Regions from separate parts of the Rattus norvegicus genome. Here region 2 is linked to region 1. The links are chromatin contacts, called in public Hi-C maps. All regions are on one chromosome and are shown on one strand. Each heading gives the region's core, a stretch centred on a gene start, on an enhancer-like site or on the middle of the called end of the contact. The rest is flanking DNA. Distances are from core to core; before and after follow the strand shown.

Region 1 (3,360 bases), core at 112-2,611:
TCTCAGCGTTCCTGGGGCAGCTGCAGGCGAGTTGGAGGCTAGCCTGGTCTACAGAGAAAGTTCCAGGATAGCCGGGGTTATAAAGAAACTTTGTCTCGAAAAACAAAACAAAACAATATTAAGGCTCAGTGTTGGGCAAAGATAGAGTGTGGCTTGATTGTGGAGAAGCTCTGGAAACCTACATAACGTAGACTACTCAAAAATACGATGCAGTCATGGCGTTCAACCTTGGCAACAGACTGTGCTTCTGATACTAAAAGCAATTCTCCTACCGTGGAATAAACCAATGACACAGTCCTCCCGCCGGGGGAGCAATGTTCATGAGCAGGATACAGTGCAGAGTAATGCCACCCTGCAGGTTAAAAAAGGCCACAACGGCTCTGGCTCAGGCCAAGGTTATCTCCCAGACATCGAAGGACGCAAAACAAAGGCTGCAGACAAACAGAAAACAACCTTCAAACAAGGACCTTTAACGACCCTCCGGGCCTGCCAGCCTCCCGGCCTTCTTTTCTTCCGCTGAGCTGAGAGGTGCCAGGGAGAGAACCGAAGGTCAGAGCGGTTCCTCCTAGCTTGCGGTCTCCAAAACGGAGCGCTAAGGCCTGGGGACTTTGGGAGGCTGGCGCGTCGCTACTGCTCATCGGGGAATCACAATCCCCTTAGCTAAAAAACATTTAACTCTTCCTTTGCCAGCCAGTGGCACAACGGAGGTGGGGGCAGGGTGGTTTATAAATTGCTAAAGGCTTTGGCTCAAGACACAGCGAACCAAGAAAGCAGGGGCGCTAATTAGGACCTGGGAAAGGTTAACAGCTGTCAGAGACGCCAGGCGAGAACTTCGCCTGTTTCCAGACTCACATCTACCCGCCGACTTCAAGGATGCGAACACCGGTGGTCGGGCTAGGAGTCCTGGGGAAGCGTGCACTCGGAAAAAACATGGGTGACACCGGGCGCCCCCACTGCATTACAAGGATGCAAACAGGACACCCTCAGAGCCCGGGGATCGGAAGAAGCGACAGGGAGAGGCAGATGCGCATTCACGGAAACACGGGATATCCCTATTGCAGGACAAGGATGCAAATGTGACATCCTCAAAGGGCCCACGGGCAACCGGGGTAAGCGATGGGGGTTTCGTTTAGGGGAGCAGGGACGACACGGGGCATCCCCCTTTCGCTCTGCTCACCACTTGCTGCGCGCCGCGGAAAGTGGCATCCAGCAGCATCAGTTTCCAGGGGTCGGACACAGCGCTGGGCAGTGGGATGTACACGTAGTAGGCGACTAGCGCCAGCAGCGCGGCCAGTAGGACGCATGACGACCTCATTGTCCCCAGGCCCGGCTGTCCGGAGCTGACCGCAGTATGGTGCGATGGTACCCGGAGACGACCAGCAAGTTTCTGCCAGCCGCAGCTGCTCTTTCACGTGTTCCTCCTCAGGCTGCGAGCCAATCACAAGCTGCGTCGGGAGGAAGTGGGAGCGCGGATGTGCCCCCTCCGTGGTGTCCTCGCGAAGAGCCGCTGGCTCGCCAGGTTTCAGGAAACAGAGTGGTGCAGCCCAGAGGACGCACAGCAACCCCTGGCGGACACTGTGAGTATGACTGCCTGCGATGCCAAGCTGCCTCTGAAGGTGTGTGCAAAAGGGGTTCCGGGTCAGCCTGAGCTACTTGAAACTGTCTCAGAAGAGAAACTAACAGTAACAAACAAACAGACAAACAATAAATAAGTAGTGTTTGGCACACATAACTGCTAATCTTGGTTTCGAAAGGAGAAGACATAAGGATGAAAGCCAAGGTCATCCTGGACTACATGACAAGTTTGAGGCCATACTAGATGAGAGACCCTGTCACAAGAAAATCAAAATATCAGACAAATAAGCAAATAGAAAACGCAAATAGTTGCACTGTGAAACTTCCAAAGCATGTAAATCATCTGATCCAAAACAAAGATACTATTGTAAAAGATAATAAAATCCTCTCTCTAGAGAAAGACTTGGAACAGTATGTAAATTCAGTAAGTGGTTTTAAATGAGAGTTTCTGAGCATGGTGGTACACACAGCCTGGTCCACGTTGTAAGTTCTAAGCCATCCAGGGCTACATGGTGAGACTCTATGGGGGTGGGGCATGGCACAACACACACACACACACAGAGAGAGAGAGAGAGAGAGAGAGAGAGAGAGAGAGAGAGAGAGAGAGAGAGAGAACACCTGATTTCTCATAGCTCCAGCAATAAGGCCAGTATAGCTAGCCTCCTGTGTGAGCTTCCAAACGTCCTTTTCAGCTGGGCATGGTGATAACACCTGTAATCTCAGAATTGGAGGAGACAGGAGGACCAGGGCTTTGAGGCAAACCTGGGTTATGTGAAACGTTGCTGGAGAAAAAAGTCTGGGAGTTCAGTTCAATGACAGAGAGCTTGTCTCACACACACAAAGCCCTGATTTTAGTTCTCAGTACTATATATGATAAGTATATAATAACTATATATATAATTAATATAGCAAGCACTATATGTAATAAGATCTTATTTAAAACATTTGTTTTTAATCATGTGATGTGTGTATCTGTGTGTGGAAATGTGCACAGGAGAACATGTGCTCCTGGATGCCAGAAGAAAGCATCAGATCCCCTGGAGCTGGGGTTATAGGTGATCCTGAACATCTTTTTTTTTAAAAAATATCATTTATTTAATAATGTGTATGAGTACACTGTAGCTGTCTTCAGACACACCAGAAGAGGGCATAGGATCACACTACAGATGGTTGTGAGCCACCATGTGGTTGCTGGGAATTGAACTCAGGACCTCTGGAAGAGCAGTCAGTGCTCTTAACCACTGAGCCATCCCTCCAGCCCCCGATCCCGAGCACCTTGACATGGGTGCTGGGAACTGGACTTTGGCCCTTTGCAAAACCTTTGAGAAGTGAGCCCGTAACTACCAAGCCATCTCTCCACCCCCATTGTTGTTTTAAGAAACTGCAATGATTCTTGGTGCTTCCTTTGTTGCATGGGAAGGAGTTTTGTTGTTTTATTATTTTCTTCTTGGTGTTTTGTTTTTTTTTTTAATGATACCGGGTACAATAAACTAAAGCCCTTTCATCACCCTTCCTTTTACTTTTATTCAGTCTACAAATAACACCAAGAACTACAAGAGCTGGGGGACCAGACCATGGAGTTGACTCTCCGTGCTCGCAGCAGGGTTTTGCCTATGTCAGGTATGCATTTTACCACTGAGTTACATCTCAGCCCCTGGGTTTTTTGTTTTGATTTGCTTTTGTTTTTTGAGACAGGATCACCTAGGATAAAATCATCCTCTTGCTTCAGACTATAATACTAACTTTACAGGAACTTGTCACCACATGTAGCAAGACTATGTGTAT
Region 2 (3,260 bases), core at 194-2,693, 130 kb before region 1:
TCTCTACTACCGTCTCAGCTCCCCTCCCCATGCCCTCAGGGGGAAGGGATGCCTCAACTTGGGCCCACAGAAGCACCTCCTTCCCACACACCAGACTTCACATTCACTAAATATATTCCTTCCCCCATCTTTTTGTAAAACACAGTATTTGGTTCCATGACTCGGATTCAAACGAGATTGCTGCAGCCACAATGCAGAGTACTAACCACTAACCAATCACAGGGAGAGACAAATTGCTAACACTTTGAGCTTCTACTCTGATTTTAGTTCAGATCCATGCTATTCTCCCTGACAGCTTTTCAAAGTGTGACTTGTCTATGTGAGAATTTTTCAGATCCACCTCTTTGTCTGGAGGACAGTGGTTATTATAGACTCACAAGTGGTCAAAGTGCAGACAGGATAGATGTGTGTTGAGCATGGGGTAATCTATGCCCCTCCTTTACCTCAAGGTCCAGGCAACTGCAGAGCAGTCTAGGGGATTAGCTCAGTCAGTGAAAGGCAGCAATGAGTTCAAGGTTCAGTGAGAGGTGGAGAATAAGGGAGAAAACAACTGGCATTTATCTCTAACTGCCAAATTGTGTGCTCCTCTCTCCCTCTCCCTCTCCCTCTCCCTCTCCCTCTCCCTCTCCCTCTCCCTCTCCCTCTCCCTCTCCCTCTCCCTCTCCCTCTCCCTCTCCCTCTCCCTCTCCCTCTCCTTCTCCCTCTCCCTCTCCCTCTCCCTCTCCCCCCTCCCCTTCCTCCCTCCCTCCTCTCTCTCCCTCTTTTCCTCTCTCTCTCCTTCCCTCTACCTCTCTCCCTCTTTTCCTCCCTCTTCCTCTCTTTTCTCTCTCCCTCTCTCTTCCTCCTCTTCTCGCTCCCATTCTCCCTCTCTCTACCTTTCTCTTCCTTCCTCTTCTCTTTTCTCTCTCTTCCTCTCTCTCCCTCTGTCTCCCTCTGTCTCCCTCTGTCTCCCCCCACCCCAACACACACACACAAAAGGAACTCTACAGCACTTCACAGAAAGCATTTGTGCAAGGTGACAGTGCTAACTGCACCACTCACAGACACTTTTGAAAGGCTAGCAAACTTCCTCCGGGGGTGCCAATATATCCACTGGTAGCTTTCAGAGCCTGTTCTGTAACTACAACTGCTTGGAAGTCTGCCAACTTGCAGCTTTACAAAGTCCTCTCTTTATTAGCAGTTAGAGTCTACCACTGGGACAGACATATTTGAGTCCAGAGCTAAGCTTTCAAAGAAGAGCAAGCAGAGGCAGAGCACAGACAGGTACCCAGCTGCTGCTGAGACCACATGGCTACTAACCTGTTTCACCTCGTTGTTGAAGTACATGTAAGTCACAGCCACAGTCAAGGCCTGCAGGAGCACCTGCAGGAGCACTATGCAGATCACCGTCATCGTGAAGTGCTGACTGAAGCTGGGGCCCTTCAGGTTCCCGGTGGAAGGCATGCTGTTGTCTAGGTCTGACTTCCCCCAGAGCAGTCTTGCATGCAGCCCTGCAGCAGTGAGAGGGAAGACCTCAGTTAGAAAACAAATTGCTCACGTAGTTTCTTTTTACGGTTGAGAGCAAAAGTGAAAGTGAATTTACAGCCACGAAAGTAGGGGAGGAGGTTATATCCACCCTATGTCTTGGACTGAGGACTTAGCCCTACCACTCCGAGAGCTCACTCTGGTGATACAGGTAAGCCCAGTTCCGGGACTTTGAGATGGTCCATCCCAACATCTACCCCATCTAAGAACTGCTGGAGCATGTGAAAGGGCCCGTCCTGCTCATCCAAAGCTGCAGGATCTCCAGAGCACAGGGCAATAGCAGGATAACTGGGAGGAGTCTCAGTGAGGATCCAATATTGAAGGTGTCACAGAAGTCAGAGACCTCAAACCAGACCAATGACCATCGCTGTGGACATTTGCAAGAGAAGATGTGTGGACAGAGGGATAGCCTGTGGGACACACTGGGACGCTCTACAGCTTCTATGATGGGATGTTTTCTATGCTTTGCTTTGCTTTATTTATTTTGTTCTCTGTATTTTTATTTTGTGTGGGGGGAGGAGTTACAAGGCAGACAGTGATTACAAGGGGACAGGGAGATGAATGGGACTGGAGTGTATATGATATGAAACTCACAAAGAATCAATAAAAAGTTCATTTGTTTGCTTTTAAAAACTTAAAAAAAATCCCAGCTGTTGAATTTTACCAATGAAAAGTCGGGAGCCAGATGCTGGGATGAAAACCTACTAGCTCAGACAGGCAGAGAAAGCACCCAGCTAACCTTCCTACTTTACCCAAGTCCCAGAAGGAAAAGACTCCACCAACATTCCAAAAGGAAAACACTCTTCTTCTCCGTGCTCAACTCAAAGATTCAGAGCTTTCTGTTTACTATGTTCACTCCTGGTCAACTGGTTACTTGCTTCGCCTCTTGACCTAGAATTGACTTTATTTGGCTCTTGGATTAAAGTGTGTGCTACGGCTGAACTACACCCCAACTACTTGTTTACAGTAAACGGAAAGCTCTAGGATCAAAGGCTGGGCCATAGCACAATTAGAAACAGTTCACAATCTCAGGTTCACAATGTGACCAAATGTCCTGCAACAACCACCTCCAGCTCCCAGCCCATTGTTTGTGACTCTCTGAGGCCCTGGCAGGTTCTAGCAACAATGTTGCTTTTGCTAATGGTGCTAATTTCTATGCACCATATGACATCTTTCTGGCTGGTATCCTATCATGAGGAACAAAAGGGAATCCACTTGAACTCAAATTCTCTCAGGTCTGCAGATGCTCCCTGCCTTGCAGGAAGATTCCTTTAGTGACTACTTAACTGCAAAGCCAAGACTCCCTCCCAGCAAGGGAGGGCGTCACCTGTTTAAGGGCCTTTAGAAGTAGTGCTCTACTGTGGTGCTGTAATTAAGTTACCATCTTCTTGAGACAGTCTCTCACTGAAACTAAAGCTTACACAGGATCCTCCTGTCTCTGACTCCTGAGCCCTGTGATCACAACCACAGACCACCAGAGCCACCAGGAGTGTAATGATCCAAGCTAAGGTCCTCATGATCACACAATGAACACTTTACCATCATCCCAGCCCCACCCGTTGCCTCTTTTTTAATGACTTGGGAGCTTGGGAGTTTAAAATAATGTTTCCACTTTGCTTTTGTTTGGTTGGTTTTTTTCTTTTCTTTTTTTTTTTTTACACTTTTTAATTATTGAAAGGGAATGAAGAGTAGCCTGTAAAAATAACATAAACCAAATCCTTTGCTCATGTGTTCAT

The links. Hi-C and Micro-C count contacts between places; a contact is called where the count stands out from the background.
Region 2: a Hi-C map of mammary epithelial cells shows a contact between it and region 1, with 1.8 times the contacts expected there. The contact joins the promoter of Tnfsf10 here to the promoter of Nceh1 in region 1. A contact is called at or near these places in 2 of 12 Hi-C or Micro-C datasets (hepatocytes and mammary epithelial cells).

Annotation. Positions count from the first base shown.
Region 1 is chr2:112,001,678-112,005,037 of GRCr8, reverse strand. It overlaps Nceh1 (neutral cholesterol ester hydrolase 1), which reads right to left and starts at 1,361. Exons shown (of 5, transcript NM_001127524.2): 1 at 1,178-1,361. The coding sequence starts at 1,315. LOC134485890 (a long non-coding RNA gene) reads left to right here and starts at 308. Exons shown (of 4, transcript XR_010064205.1): 1 at 308-1,109; 2 at 1,325-1,577; 3 at 3,106-3,195.
Region 2 is chr2:112,135,122-112,138,381 of GRCr8, reverse strand. Tnfsf10 (TNF superfamily member 10) reads right to left here and starts at 1,443. Exons shown (of 5, transcript NM_145681.2): 1 at 1,300-1,443. The coding sequence starts at 1,443. LOC134485891 (a long non-coding RNA gene) reads left to right here and starts at 1,484. Exons shown (of 2, transcript XR_010064206.1): 1 at 1,484-1,675.